Regions from separate parts of the Mus musculus genome. Here regions 2 and 3 are each linked to region 1. The links are chromatin contacts, called in public HiChIP or PLAC-seq maps. All regions are on one chromosome and are shown on one strand. The core of a region is the stretch at or near the end of the contact, and the rest is flanking DNA. Distances in the headings are between cores, read along the strand shown.

Region 1 (4,411 bases), core at 615-3,114:
GGCGAGGTCTGCGAGAGCAGAGCGCGGCCCGCCAGGGGCAAGCCGCCCGGCGCGTGCTTGTCCGCGGCCGCCAGCAGGTGCGCCGCCCCACACAGCGAGTAACTTCTCCGCACGGACGGCTTGTTGAGGATGTCCTCGATGCTGAACGGCGTCAGCGGCTTGTTGGAGTTGGCGGGCGGCGGCAGGTGGTCCAGAGGGCTGCGTCGCCGCTCCTCCCCTGGCGCCGCCTTGCCGTCCTCCTTGGAAGTCATCTCGGCCTCGTTTGGGGGCCCGGCCGGGGCGGCTCGGGCCGGGGGGACCCAGCCCGCGGGCAGCTCGGACGCTGGACGGTGCGAGAGGAAGGCGAGAGGCGGGCAGGAGGCCGCGCCGGGCAGGGCGCGGATGGGCAAGCGGCCGATTAGCGCGGCGACCCGGGCGAGCGGAGTGGCGCGGGGCCCCGGGAGGAAAGCGCTGACGCGGGCGCCGCCACTGCCACCGCCGCCGCCGCCGCCACCGCCGGGGTTTCCAGCAAGCCCGGGCCGGAGCCGGGAAGCGCCGCGCCGGGCTCCAGTTTCGCCAGCCCCGGTGCTATTTAAAGGTGTCAGGTGGCTCCGCCGCGGCGGCTCCTGGCCCGGGGTCCTGGCGGCGGCAGTTGGAAGAACCGAGGCGAGGGCGCCGATCCCGGACTGCGAGGGGAGGCGGAGAGACGGGGCAATTGACTATTGCTAACAAGTTAGCCTTGATCGAGGAGTAATCAATTATCTGCAGCTGAACTTCTCTTTCTTCGCTCTCCCTTCTTTCTCCTCTCCCTTCTTTCTCTCTGTTCTCTCTCCTCCCTGTCCTCTCTCTCTCTCTCCCTCCCTCCCTCCCTCTCTTCACTCCACTCTGCTCCCCCCGTCCCTCTCCTTCTCTACCTCTCCCTCGCCCTCTCTTTCACTCTCTGTCTGTCCAATGCAGGCGGCTCTAAGTTGGGAAGCTCATTAATTAGCGGGCCGGGGTAGGAGGAGCCGGCTGGAATTAGCCTGCCTAATGCGCCTGTCAGTCCCGGCTCTACGCCGTGCTCGGCCCGAGATGTTTGTAAATTACATTAGAGGTGCCTTTATTGCTCCCGAACCTGGGGTGACTAAAAAGCCACCGCCCCCCACCCCCCACCCCAAACTGAGAGCAGTGCTCTGGGCACACCCGTCTCCCGCCGGCCTGGCCGAGATGGCAGCACCAGCCCGGAGATCTCAGGCTCTGCAAGCCGCAGTTGGGAAGCTTGAGAAGGGTACCAGGATCCCCAGCCGCGGAGTGACGCGGTCGCCGCGCGGGCCAGGTAAGAACTGGAGCCCAGGCGGGTCCTGCTGCTACCCAGTGTGGACTTTGATGATCCCAGATCAAGAAGCCAGCGTCCCTATTCTTACACACTCTTGTCTCTCCCCCCCACCCCCCAACCCCAGCCCTGGGCCGTGAGCCCGAGAAAAGGAGAAGCTGAAGGCTCCGGGGGCTGGCCCCTAGGAGGTCAGAGCGGGCTGCACAGCCTTGGGTGGGCGACACGGGACAGAGGTGGGGATCCTAAGGGCTGGGGGAGGGGAACAATTGGAGGGCTCAGCCTTCCCCACCCGAAGAGGCGGAGGGAGGAGTTGGCTGTTCTGCACGCCTCTCCCCTGATCTGAGCCTGAGGCGGGCGCCCTACCTCCTTCTGCAATCTTGCACACTCTTTCCTCCCGCCGTGGCTCTCGGGGCAAGCTAGGGCCACCACATGTCTGATGACGGACGTCTGACGGAAACTCGGCCGGGTGTCGGGGTTACCCGGGCGGGTTCCGGGCTTCCCCGCTGCTCTCTGCCCCGGCCAGGGCCGGGGCCCCGCTGCCCGCCCCGCCCAGCCGGGCACAGGGCTTGAGTGTACAGCACGGCCCGACTCCAGCTGTTCCGGATGCGGGGTGGGGGCCGGGAAGGGGCCGGGCCAGGGCTGGGGCTGTGCTCTCAGAAACTCGCAGCGAGGCCGGAGAATCTGGTTGTGGATCCCAGGGCCTGGAATCTCTGAATATTAGGCGAGCATTTTGTGTGCATCGTTATTTGAAAATGTTTGGTTTTCTTTTCTTTCTTTCTTTCTTTCTTTCTTTCTTTCTTTCTTTCTTTCTTTCTTTTTTTTTAACGTGTGTTTTGGCGTGTGGTACTCCGTGTGTCTTTTTTTTAACCGTTTATGGATCTCTGGGCATTTAGGCGGGTTTGAGTCTCAGCTATGCCTTTCTTTTCCCTTAAAACGCGACAGTGGGGCTGTGCTCTGGGGCCCTCTTCTCTCTTGCTACTCCATCTGGTTTATGTTGGGCCCGGATTTTCCACTTCTTCTCTTGGAAAAAGGAGGAAAGTAAGAGGGTGTAGGAACCAGACGGAAGAATACTTCTCCCTTCACTAGCTGCACACATCAGACTTGCTTTGTTTGTAAACTCCTGGATGGTCTGTGTACTCCAGAAGCACAACTTGGGTCAGAGAAAGGTTTCAAGAGCAGCTGGAGAATTTGTGGACCAGGGTAGGGAGTGGGACAGAAAGAATGGGATCCTCCCTATAGGCAGAGAGGGAGGGGGGGGGGGACTTAGCTGGGCTGGGGACTGGAACAGGCTTCTTCGGTGCAGGGGCCTGATATTTATTTAATCATTTGGATTCATGGCATTGTAGCCTTGAGGAGTAGAGAAAAGGATTTGTACCTGGAGTTCCCAGTGTGATGGGGGAACTGGCCTGCTTGGGAATGCTAGAAGCCATCTTTCTACTTCCTTCCCAGACTTCACCCTGCATCTTCGGGAGGTGGGGAGAAGGTAGGGGGTGCTCTGAGGCAGAAATGCTGATAGTAGAGGCTGGAGTTTCCTGAGTGCCACAGATCCATCCCAGGTCCTGATGCAGCAGCATCTCCTGCCTCCCACCTCCCAATCTCTCTGTCATCCCTGATGCCCTGGAAGCCCCAGGAGGTGCTAAGCCTTGTAACAGGAAGGTCTAGGGACTGGTGGAAGGAACAAGAGGGAGAAAGGGCCAGGGAAGCCTTGAAGGAGGGCACAGGGTACATCTGCTCTCTCCCTACTTCCTGCCTTCAGGATCCTGCCCTTCCCTGTTATAACACCAGGCCCTTGATGAAGACTACACCTTAAAGTTAAGCCCAGCGTTGTGGCTCACCTCCCAGTTTCTGAAGACAGGGAGAGTTGAGGATTTCTGAGAAACTGCCGAGAGGGGTGGAATGTGAACTGGGGAGCAGAAAGACCCATGCTCTCTGAGATCTTTGTTCATATCTTGTCAATTTCATTGACGTTCTACAGTCATTTGCTGTTTTACCTCCATGCACCTCCCCTTCCTGCCTTGCCCTATCCTGTGGTTTTGCTTCTTTGGCCTAATTGGTTAGCCCCTCAGCCAGGAGCTCAGCATGCAAGGAGCTGTGGTGCCACCTGGCATTTTGATGTTTCTGTTCATTTTGCCCAGATTAGTTGTCCAGGCCACCTTGAAACCTATTTACTTGCCCTGGCTGCCTCCTTTTCCTGAACCTGAAAGTCTACCCTATCTTCAACTTCCCAGCCCCCAAGAAAAAAAAAAGCTGTGTGGTACACCTGGGGTCTTCTAGAATCTTGGGAACCCAAATCCACTGGTCTTTAGTACCCCTCCTGAAGAGCAATGGTGTCTACTCTGAGTTGGTGATAACACTCCCCCTCCTCTTCCCCTTCTCTCCTGCCAGAGTTTGGGACCCTTGAGTACAAGAGCCTCATTCAGGGGACTCCAAGCAAACTGGATCTACCCACTCCTGGGAGACACCCAGTTCTTACCCATCAAAGATGTCAGATGAGTTCCCATACAGCAAATAAGGTCAAAATGATTGTACAAGGTGGAGGGGAATGGCCCTGGGCCAGACGGTGCTCTCAGAGGAGTTGAGAGATCACAAGAATCAAAAAGGAGAGCAAGCTTCTGAATCAGAGAGTTCAGTGGGAGGATTGGAAGAAACCCAGTCGCCAAAGTTCCGACTTCCTCTTCCTATCCACACGCCCTCCCGGGACTCCTCACACACCCCAGTCACCCGCCCAGGGACTTTTTAGCTGGACCCTGAAATCTCCTCCGCTGCCCCAGAGGGACACCCATTGCAGGGACACCCATTGCAGGGACACCCATTGCAGGGACACCCATTGCAGAGGCTGCTGTTCCTGTGTCCCTGAGCATTGAATTATTGTGGCTCGAGTCCAGCCTCACTCCATCTCCAATGGAAGGAATTATTCTGACAAAATAACTGTTGGTAGTCTAATTTAGGGGAAATCCCAAACAAAGAGGGGGGGAGAAATATTCCATAAATTGTTATGGACTTGTGTTCTAAGGGGAACCCTGCAGACCCAAATGAAACAAGTTGTTTCTTAGCAAAGGACAATAATTCACTTAACCCATCCCCCAGGCTCATCAGATTCACCCCAGGTTACTTGGGTAG
Region 2 (4,853 bases), core at 408-2,907, 270 kb after region 1:
GTGCTGATTGGATCAGGGTATTTTGCCAGATACTGGGCTGATCCCTAGTGTGTCTCTGATGGCCAGGCTGTGTTGTATTAAATCGTGTCCAATGCTTAGCAGCCACTTAAGTTTCTCAACCTACACCATCTATCTGTGTTTAGTAAACCAAACTACTTCAAAAATTGCCTGTAATCCATTAATGTAATGGTTTTGTTTGTAGTGTTAGGTGAAATTACTTCCAGGGACTTATTGCTGGGACATTGTAAAAGATCAGGAGCAATTTGATGACAGCCATTAAAAATGTAAGAATGCCTTTTGGAAACTTGTGATGTTGTAGAAAGTTTAAATATAAGAGATTCAGGAAATATCCCATCATTGTATTTTGTATGAAGAAGTGTTTGTTATCTTTAATTGGCTTATAGTCATATTCCTTTAATAAGAACTAGGTGATGGATGCCTCCATCTGCTTCTGCTTAAATATGAACATGTGATGCCAGCCACACAAGATCCATTTCAAGCTTGCTTTCCCCAGATCTGCTGGAAAATTTGACAGATAGCCATACAATTTTTATAATTAGAATAATGTTTAATAAGCATATTTGGATTGTTGCTAATGGCAGCCAAGTGTGCCTCCATATGATTCGGGGCAACATGCAAAGTAAAATGCATGCTGTCGGTCCTTTCCGTTCATGCCTGCAGACAGCAGACTGGAGGAATCCTTCCCCTTGTGAGCCTTGAGAAAGCCTCGGGGATGACTAGTTGTGACTGGCTGACCTGAGAACTTAGGACAGCAATGCCAGAAGTGTTATTAGAGTGGCCATCCTGTTTGACAGGCTCTTCTCCACCGAGGCTTTGGGGCCTATTGGGTGCTAAAGAGCTTTAATTGGGAAGTACGGTATCAGCCTGCCATATTTTTCCTTTGAAACGCTACCCTCATTTACTGGTAAGATTTTTTTATTCCATTTTAGGTCAGTTGTCACTTAGGTTTTATAGCAGTAAAATTTGTTTTGTTTTGTTTTTAGCACATGCAATCAGACTCCTTTGAACCCTAGTATCCCCATGTGTCTCTCCTCTCAGGGTGCTCCTGGGCCCTGTGCTCATCCCTCTCCTGAATGCCCACACGCCACGTCCCAGATCAGTCTGACTTGCTGCCTCTCTCTCCCTAGTACATTTAAAGGATATTTCTTTCGTTGAATAGCTTTGGAACAGCAGCAGTAATAGAACAGAATGAGAAATGGACCTAATATCAGGATTTCGGGGGGTCTGAATCACTGAGTTTGAGATGCCGTCTGTAGAACATCCCCTAGTGTTGAAATCCATATAGATAGATGTGAACTGTTTTCTGGACTCCTTTTTATTTTTAATGTCTTGGGGGGTTTGCTGGTTGTTAGCTTTAACTTCCTTATCTAACAGAAGATGGAAAATACTGTTCATTTCTGTAACCTTATGGAAAAATTATTGACACTCATTTTCCCCAAGTCTCTGTTTGAGCAAAGCTGGACCACGCTGGGGAGAGCGGTGTGCCTTTATCTCAGGCATGTGCTGCTCTTTTAAAGGGCTTTCTGTGAAGAATCGCTCAGCACCCGCTCTGTTCTTTTTCTGTGCTCCCTCCCCTCACTGAAGCACGGGGTCTGGACCACATCGCTGAGAACATTCTGTCATACTTGGACGCCAAGTCACTGTGTGCTGCTGAGCTCGTGTGCAAGGAATGGTACCGCGTGACGTCGGACGGCATGCTGTGGAAAAAGCTCATCGAGAGGATGGTCAGGACGGACTCTCTGTGGCGAGGCCTGGCAGAGCGCAGAGGCTGGTGAGCCTCCCTTTCTCTCCCTGTGGCAGCCCCGGGCCTGGCTCCTGGGCACGGCCAAGTGTCAGGAGCCAGCGAGGTCACTGCGCATCGTCTGTAGTCCTTGTGAAGTTTATAGCTAAAAATATAAGCAAATGTTGTCTGTGTACTCCGTAGCTTTTCTTCTGACCAGTCAATCATAAGATGACATGTTTTACAAAAGAAAAAAGAAAAGTGACCACCCTCCTAATTAAAGAATTCTGCTCTCTGGGCAGAAGTTAGAATTTTGCAGAAAGCCTGAGAGACAATTTTTAAGGAAGAAAAGATAGCTTCCAATCAGGTAGAAAGAACCCACTCCTGCTTCCTCCTCTTCTTCTGGGGAAGATGGAGTCACTATTCTTCACCAGAGTTCCTCTATGTAGTCCCCACCTCCAGTGTCTCATCATCATTGTAATCAAAATTTAATTTTTATGCCCAAGTAGAATTAAGCTATAGCTACCAGAAAGAATGAAAAATGAAATTTAGGATAAACCATTTGTTTCTTCTTAAAACTTGTGTCTTTAGATTTGCTTGTTTAATTATGAATTCCCTAAGGCCTGTGTAGTCAGTGGCCTGAAAGACTTCCCCAGTAGTGTTCCCTGGGCATAATGGCACTATTTCATTAAAACTTCTTGAAGATATTTTTCTTTTTAGAATTTTGCCTCAGAGTGTGTCTCTAGAATGTCACTATAAGAAAGTCAGGTATGAATAATTCATTAAATAAGTTATTAAGTATATTTGATAAAAAATGATAATAGACATGTCTATGCCCAGTGATTGCCTTCAAAATTAACCTTTTTTTTTTCTGTTCTTTTCTGGTCTGGTGTCATATGCAACCTCAAATAGTTAAGATTACTAAAGGGAAGCTAGGTATGGTAGTACATGGCCTGCTTTTCCAAGAAGTAGAAAGGAGGCTAGTACATATGTGACCCACTCTCCCTCTGCAGCATGACCCTGTCTCAAAACAAGTGTAAAAATAGCTAAGGGCTGCAGGTGCCCTCATTGTGTGTGTGTGTGTGTGTGTGTGTGTGTGTGTGTGTGTATGTATGTATACACAAACACACCACACACACACCACACACACACACATATGGCTGGCTTTGGGTCCAGTCCTCAGCACTATAAGCAAAAAACCAAACTTTGACTTAGTTGGGTGACGTGGTAATCCACACCTGTGATCCCAGCAGGTAGGGAAATTGAGGCAGGAAAGAAAGACAGATGCATATGAATCAACTTTCCTTCACATTTTTATAAAATTACACTTGGCTCTCTCACTTTGATGTCGTTGAAATTCGTGGGTTCATTAAAGTGTTGGCCTGAGTGTCCTGGTAAGCACTTGAGAGATGTCTCAAGCTCTTAAAACCTTTACTCTGCAGCCCAGCTTCAGGATTCACACACTAGCCACGTCCTTGCTATGACTGCAAACCGGGGCTGACTGTCATTTCTTTCTCTTTTTTTCCCTTTCAGATTTTTTTTTAACTTCTTTCTATGTGGGAAAATAGAAACTGCCTTTGCTTACTGACTTCATACTCTGATAGTTATCATGTGTGGCATTCAGAGACCATTATTTGCTGAATCCAAGACCAGCTTTCAAAGTGGAGCACACAGTTGTTTACTTGGGGAAATTTCAGGGTGTCTGGGAAGATTCTCTAACTCTTAGGAAAGCAAAGAAATTCTCCTCCAGATAATTCAGGCTTTAAGTCTCAATTTGAAAAACTCAATTCTTGGCTACAAAGATTTCATGCCCTGTTAAGAAACTTTGTTTCCGTTCGTCCTGTGAATGATAATAAGTTTCAGCATAAGCATTAACCTGCCAGGAAGGCAGGAGACAGAAGTGCCCTGCTGATGTGTGCAGGGCCCCTGTAAGTGCAGTGAAAAGGCAGACTCTTGTTTAGGGTTGGTCCTAAACAGCGGGCTCTTTTAGGTTGGATATTAAGACAGTAACAAAGAACTATCATTGAAAAGATAGTTTTTTGGACTCTTTTTAAAAAAATAATTTTTGTGGTGCCTGGAATAAAGCTGAGGGCTTTGTACATTACATGTTAGGCAATTTTTCTGTTCCTAAGTTACCTCCTAGTGCACTTTTTAGCCTTTTGAAAGAGCTGAGGTGTATCCTTGCCTCTCCACAGCCTCTGAACTTCCTCCCACCCTTTGCAAGCCATCCAGCTTTTTACCCAAGTTCCCTTGTCTTTGATCAAATTGATACACTTTGATATGACTTGTTATAGTTCCATGAAGTGGTAAATACAGATGCTGTGTGCTCTGTGAATGTGCTTAGTGTCTCCAGGTAATACCAGGTGTACCTCCCTCCCATTTCTTTTATTGTCTTTCTGTTCAGGGTGATAGTGGTGTTGAGAGAGGGCCTTGCTGTGTAGCCCAGCTTGCTCTCAAGCCTCCAGCCTCATCTTCTGAGTACAGGGATTCTCCCTTACTCAGAAGGAAGAATTTAGGGTCAATTCCCTATTTCCACCCTCTCCTCCTTGTTCTTGTTGTTGTTCTCCTCCTCCTCCTCCTCCTCCTCCTCCTCCTCCTCCTCCTCCTCCTCCTCCTCCTCCGCTCCCTCTCCTTCTCCCTCTCTCTAAGACAGGATCTTTCTGTATAGCCCTGGCTGTCTTAGAATTCACTCTGTAGACCAAGCTGGCCTCAAACTCTGAAAGTCTCTCTTGCCCCTGCCTCCTGGTGCTGGGATCAAAGGCGTGAACAATTTGAGTCACCAAGATTTAACTTCCATTTTGCTATTATATTTCATACCCAGATGGATTTGACAGTTTGCCCCTAGGACATGAACTTTGCAGTTTTCTCTCTTAAATAACAGTAGATAATACTTTCTGCTCAGTAATGGTAACTCTTAAAAGGATGATAAAAGACCACTTGGGAAAAGTCCATTTTCTTAATCAGGAGATCACATTTTATGATAACATTCTAAATTTAATATTTCACGTTTATCATGCACTCACATTCTCCTAGGTACCAGGCGTTTCTCCTAGAAGTGGTCCCTGTTGTCAAAGAACAGACACCAGAAAAGAGTATCACTTAAAACAGATAG
Region 3 (4,713 bases), core at 1,588-4,087, 380 kb after region 1:
AGGGAACCAATGGGAAACTCCCTCAGGGATGAGGCCCTTTACCCACTAGTAAGGACTCTCATGTATTCCAACCGCTGACAGCTCAGGGAAATTACGTATACTTGTAATACAAATAAAAGCCATTTGGGTGGGGAAGAGTCTCTGGGCCTCCGAGGTCACAAGCAACAAGAGAAAGGCTTGAGACTGTGTGCCACTGCTTCTGCGTGCACGCTCTCTGTCAGCAATCCCTTCTCTCGCGCTTCCTGAGAGCACCAAACACCAGAGAGGCAGAATAATTTGCAGAACTTCATTAGTCACTCCTTTGACCTAGGACAGGTTTCTGAGAACTCAACGCACTTCAGACAGGAGTCTATGACGGCTGCAGCGTCATCGCTGATAATCTGAGTTAGATCATCTTCCACAGACAGCTCAGGTTGCTCCTGCCTGGATGAAGGATTCTACGTACGCCTGCAGGAACCCCTCGGCCCACTCCTTCCCTAAGTCACAAGCAGAAGATCTTGTGCATGCTGTGCAAAGAGCGCTTTGTCAGACTGCCATGCTGCATCTTTATAGCACCATTTGGTCCTCAATATAGAAGTCATCATGGCCACGCATAAACACGGGTACAGCTCAGTAGCGGACCGCTCGCTAGACACGTGCAAAGCCATGCTTCAATCCTAACACTCCTCCCCTTACAATTCAAATATAAAATCTCCCAGGAAAACAACTGTTGTGATTATTGTTGTTCCTCTGGCACCAAATTCTTTAGCTTTGGTTGCAGGAGTGAAGAACCTACCCACAGAGCTCCCTCCCTCCCTCCTTTCTTTCTTCTTTTTTTTTTTCCGTCTTTCTTTTTTTTTTGTTTTGTTTTGTTTTGTTGTTATTGTTTTTCTGTGTAGCCCTGGCTGTTCTGGAATTTATTCTATAGACCAGGCTGGCCTCTAACTCACAGACATCCACCTGCCTCTGCCTCCTAAGCACCATACCACAGCCCAGCTCCTCTCTTTCTATTGTCCTAGAGTTGAACCACTAAGCAAGCACCTTCTAGGAGACCCAACCCCCTTAACCTCTACCTTGATCCAAACTCTGCTTTAAACCCAAGGGCAATTCCTGCCTCAGTCCTTCACCCTGACTATAATTATACTTTTAAAAGGAAAAAAATCAGCTCAGGGGATCCCCAGAGAGGTCCACTGAGCACTCTACTTGTTGTGAAGCAACGGACAGTTGTTTTCTCCAGGTGGATATCTCCGTGGATCTGTCCAGTTTGCCTCTCTGCTCACGGCTCCGTCCTCTACCACCTTTGCACTTACAGGCTGGATGTGTTGGTACCCTCTCAGGCAGACCCTGGCAAGCAACACACCCCATGGGGAGTAACAGTTGAGCCTTGGCGCTCAGCCAGGAGCCATGCTGAGGATTCCTGACAGTGTCACTCCTCGGCACGCCATCTATACAGCGGCTCTCTTGCTCCCAGGCTTTTGGCAAGGCAGAAGAAAGGAAGGGAGATTTAAAAAAAAAAGAAAAGAAAAGAAAAGAAAGGAAAGGAAAGGAAAGGAAAAGAAAAGAAAAGAAAAGAAAAGAAAAGAAAAGAAAAGAAAAGAAAAGAAAGGAAAGGAAAGGAAGGGAGAAACAGGCCTTGGAAAGACTAAGGAAAGAGAACAGAGGGACTGAGTACTCTTGGGGGTGCCTATTTCTCAGTGAAAGAAATATCCCCCCAAACAGTGATCCAAACCTCTTCTTGGTGGGCCCCTTTGGGACTTGGTCCCCCCAAAGCCTGGAGGTTTAGCTCTATTCCCTCAACAGGCCTGGCAGAGTGACTGGCATCAGTGCCCAAGACAGTCTGAAGGATGCCAACAGAAGCACAGAGGAGCCACTGTGTTTGGACTCTGGCAGGAAGCCTTCCCAGGGCCACCTCATCTCTGCCTTCTGATCCCTATGAGCAGTGAAGACATAGCTCAGTTCTGAAAACCACGTGCTTCAGAACAAGGCCTCAGGCCTAGGGCTACAACCCCGCTAGCCAGGATGGTAGGTCCCCCCACCTGCTCCCCCCCCCTCCCTGAGGCCCAGATTCTCAGAAGCTTTACCGCCTAGAGGCAGAGCAGCTCAGCTCTAACTGGGCCTCAGGCCTTCCTGAAGTGCTGGACCCGTACCTCCTACATTTGTAACTTCTCTCCCAGCAAGGTACAGAGTCTGCCCTCTCAGCTCCTGACACCCCCCAATGCTTCCCTCTACATCGGAGCTCTATGCCTGGAGGAGATGAGCATTCCAGGAGCACTCCCACCACTCTGCCTCTTTCCTGCCTACACCTACTGGCCCTGCCTAACCACTGCACCAGTCCTGCAGCTGACTGGATCTCTCCCCTTACCATCCTGCCTGCCCTCTGCCTCTCTGACCCTGCCCTGCCTCCTGGGATCTCACAGTCACCAGGAGGGTTCAACTCACTTGAAGCTGGCAGCCTACAGGGTAGAATTGCCTGTCCCCACCCATCTCAAGGAGTGGCTGGGAGGTGCCCGGCAAGGCGGCAAGGCAAGCGTGCTTTGGAGCACCCCAAGGGGCCCTTGTTTTCTAGGCACCCTGCAGTGGTCTGTGACAGACGCAGAGATGGGGGAATCTTTTGCCAGCCAGTGTTGGCATACCACACCACCTTCAAATCTGTCTCTGTCCTCTAGGGCAGAAGACCCTCCAAGAAGAGGCCCTGCAAGACAAAGACCCGAGGCCCCCCAGCCTGGCCTCCCAGACCTACACAGGCCGCATTAAAATCAACACTCCGTGAACACACAAAACTGACAGGGCAGAGGGGGTGCACACATTGGATACAAAGATCAGGCTCTCAAGAGACGCGGCCTGTTGGTCTCCCATGTTAGCTCCAAGTGACTAAGCGCAGGGTGGGAAATAGCTGCAGTGCCAAGGGCTCCCACCTGGGCTCTGAGTGCAGTGAACAGCTTCTACCTGGGAAAAATGCAGGCACTGTGTGCAGACCATTAATGGATGTGCTGTGCACACCGCTCCCTGGATCCCTCACTCTATCCCTCAGCGATTGCACAGGCCTGGAACACAGTGCACATGCCACCTGGTACTTCCCGCAGGCCCCTAGCACTGTGAGCGGTGGGAAGGGGCCTGACAAACACCCTGGCTTCATTGTGCCCCAGAAAGAAGGGACTAATTACTTGCCTAGACTCTGGAGTGCCCAGGGAGAGAACAGAAGCCAGTGGGGTGGAGAGGGTGGGAAATTGGGGGTTGGGGGGAAAAAAGAGAGAGAAAGCCACAGGATATATTTCAAAGTTTCTCTAGCAATTTGGAGGCGGGGCAAGAAAGCCCTGTTCTGACGTGAAATCATACAGAGGTCAGGACTGGGTCTCCCACCCTTGTGAGAAAGTGGTGAATCAGGACGGTTTATCAAACGATCATTTTTTTTCCTTTGAAACTGGGAGGCAGTAGCTTGGACAATTCTGCAGATGTGCTTGATGAGTTAGGGACAAAAATGGCCCTTCTTTGCCCCCCTCCCCTCCCTCTCTAAGGGCTCCCATCGGGGTTGCTTCTCCCTCCACTGCCTCCCGGGCCCTCCCCTCCCTTCTTCAGTGGTCAGCTGAGACCCCCACCCACGGCTTGCTTTTGTACTCTTGGCCTTTGGACACACTGACAGGGGCCTTTATGAGACCCCAATCAAGACCCCCATGTCACAGGTACCTAGTAGAGACACCAGACCTTTTCAAACAAGGGACAACAAGGAAAATCGGCTGGTCCATTGTCTCTTCTCTGTGCTAAGTGAGATGAAAGGGGCCCGCCACCCCCTCCCCATAGCCCGCCTGCCAATCACCTCTAGTTATTAAGGTCACAATGTGTAAATTCTTTTGACCTGCACCTAATCAAAGATGCACCGGCCCTTTCAAATCCGAATGGGGAGGAGGGGAGAGATTCCCTCCCATAAACCCAGCAAACTCCCTCAATAAAATTTCTCTCTGATTCCCTCTTGCCTCCCATCTCCACCCCCTCACTTCTCTTCATTCCGCCCTCCTCAGCACCAGCTTCAAACACAAGTGACAAGCCCTGTGGAATTACTACCCAAGGGGATCCAAAGAGGACTAGAAAGTTCTTATTCAATTCTCTTTAAAGAAAAGGTTTCCTAAGAGACACAGTTGGCCAGTAAGCCCAGGACCTAGGCAGCCCTGTGGCTCCCATGCCAAATCTTTCCGAATGCCAATATGGTCCCTGGCTCTTCCTTGGGTCCGAAACCAGCCTCTCTTTCTCGAATTGGATGCCAGAATAACGTGGAGTCTGAGCCTCACCCATCCCTCATGCCACTGACAAGCGCCAGCTCAGATCTCACTCTTTAGACTGACGGGGAAATCTCATCAACCCAGAATGTACACTGCATTAATAAACAGCACTGTCTGAGCTACTGAGAAACCGACTCTGACTCTAAAAGTGAAGTTGCCCTCTGGCCTGCATTTCAGACCAAAGCATGCTTATCTCAAGACCCCTTGTCTGGGGATGCTTTGACCCAACCAACACTGTGTCAGAGAGGAAACAGCAAAACAACAACAACAACAAAGTAAAAATCGTGTATCTTTGAGCGACAGTTCCAGAGTGGTTACTGCTGTTCATCTCATGACATGAGAATGCCTGCAGTGGGAATAGAAGCCAGAAGCTCAACCCTAGGAAGCGAAGTCTCAACAGAACACTTCAGCTGGCTGCCTCTCTGCAGATGTCCGAGCATCTGATGTTTGTTTCTGCTCT

What was found. HiChIP or PLAC-seq counts read pairs in DNA pulled down with a chosen protein or histone mark.
Region 2: an H3K4me3 HiChIP or PLAC-seq map of forebrain shows a contact between it and region 1, with 4 times the contacts expected there. The contact joins the enhancer-like site here to the promoter of Lbx1 in region 1. A contact is called at or near these places in 5 of 39 promoter capture datasets (3T3-L1-derived adipocytes, the HPC-7 cell line, embryonic stem cells and 1 more), 3 of 15 datasets of contacts at CTCF or cohesin (the NIH/3T3 cell line and embryonic stem cells), 1 of 484 Hi-C or Micro-C datasets (bone marrow-derived macrophages), 13 of 115 datasets of contacts at active chromatin or transcription factors (bone marrow-derived macrophages, craniofacial prominence, embryonic basal ganglia and 10 more) and 1 of 9 other capture datasets (embryonic stem cells).
Region 3: an H3K4me3 HiChIP or PLAC-seq map of neural tube shows a contact between it and region 1, with 5 times the contacts expected there. The contact joins the enhancer-like site here to the promoter of Lbx1 in region 1. A contact is called at or near these places in 2 of 39 promoter capture datasets (embryonic stem cells and hippocampal neurons), 2 of 15 datasets of contacts at CTCF or cohesin (embryonic stem cells and large pre-B cells), 3 of 484 Hi-C or Micro-C datasets (all in the G1E-ER4 cell line), 9 of 115 datasets of contacts at active chromatin or transcription factors (DN3 thymocytes, craniofacial prominence, embryonic basal ganglia and 6 more) and 1 of 9 other capture datasets (embryonic stem cells).

What each region holds. Positions count from the first base shown.
Region 1 is chr19:45,234,977-45,239,387 of GRCm38.p6, forward strand. Lbx1 (ladybird homeobox 1) reads right to left here and starts at 1,865. Exons shown (of 3, transcript NM_010691.6): 1 at 1,655-1,865; 2 at 1-665. The coding sequence starts at 251.
Region 2 is chr19:45,506,079-45,510,931 of GRCm38.p6, forward strand. Btrc (beta-transducin repeat containing protein) reads left to right here. Exons shown (of 15, transcript NM_001037758.2): 6 at 1,606-1,792. Among named protein-coding and RNA genes, the nearest start is that of Gm19639, 35 kb to the right of the region's middle. Within about 2 kb of position 1,658, at least 22 of the 459 cell types and tissues checked have an H3K27ac peak or open chromatin away from gene starts, as enhancers often do. A contact at or near this core is called in forebrain, where this site is marked.
Region 3 is chr19:45,613,219-45,617,931 of GRCm38.p6, forward strand. All of the region lies in intron 5 of Fbxw4 (F-box and WD-40 domain protein 4), which reads right to left. Among named protein-coding and RNA genes, the nearest start is that of Fbxw4, 45 kb to the right of the region's middle. Within about 2 kb of position 2,838, at least 53 of the 459 cell types and tissues checked have an H3K27ac peak or open chromatin away from gene starts, as enhancers often do. A contact at or near this core is called in the G1E-ER4 cell line, where this site is marked.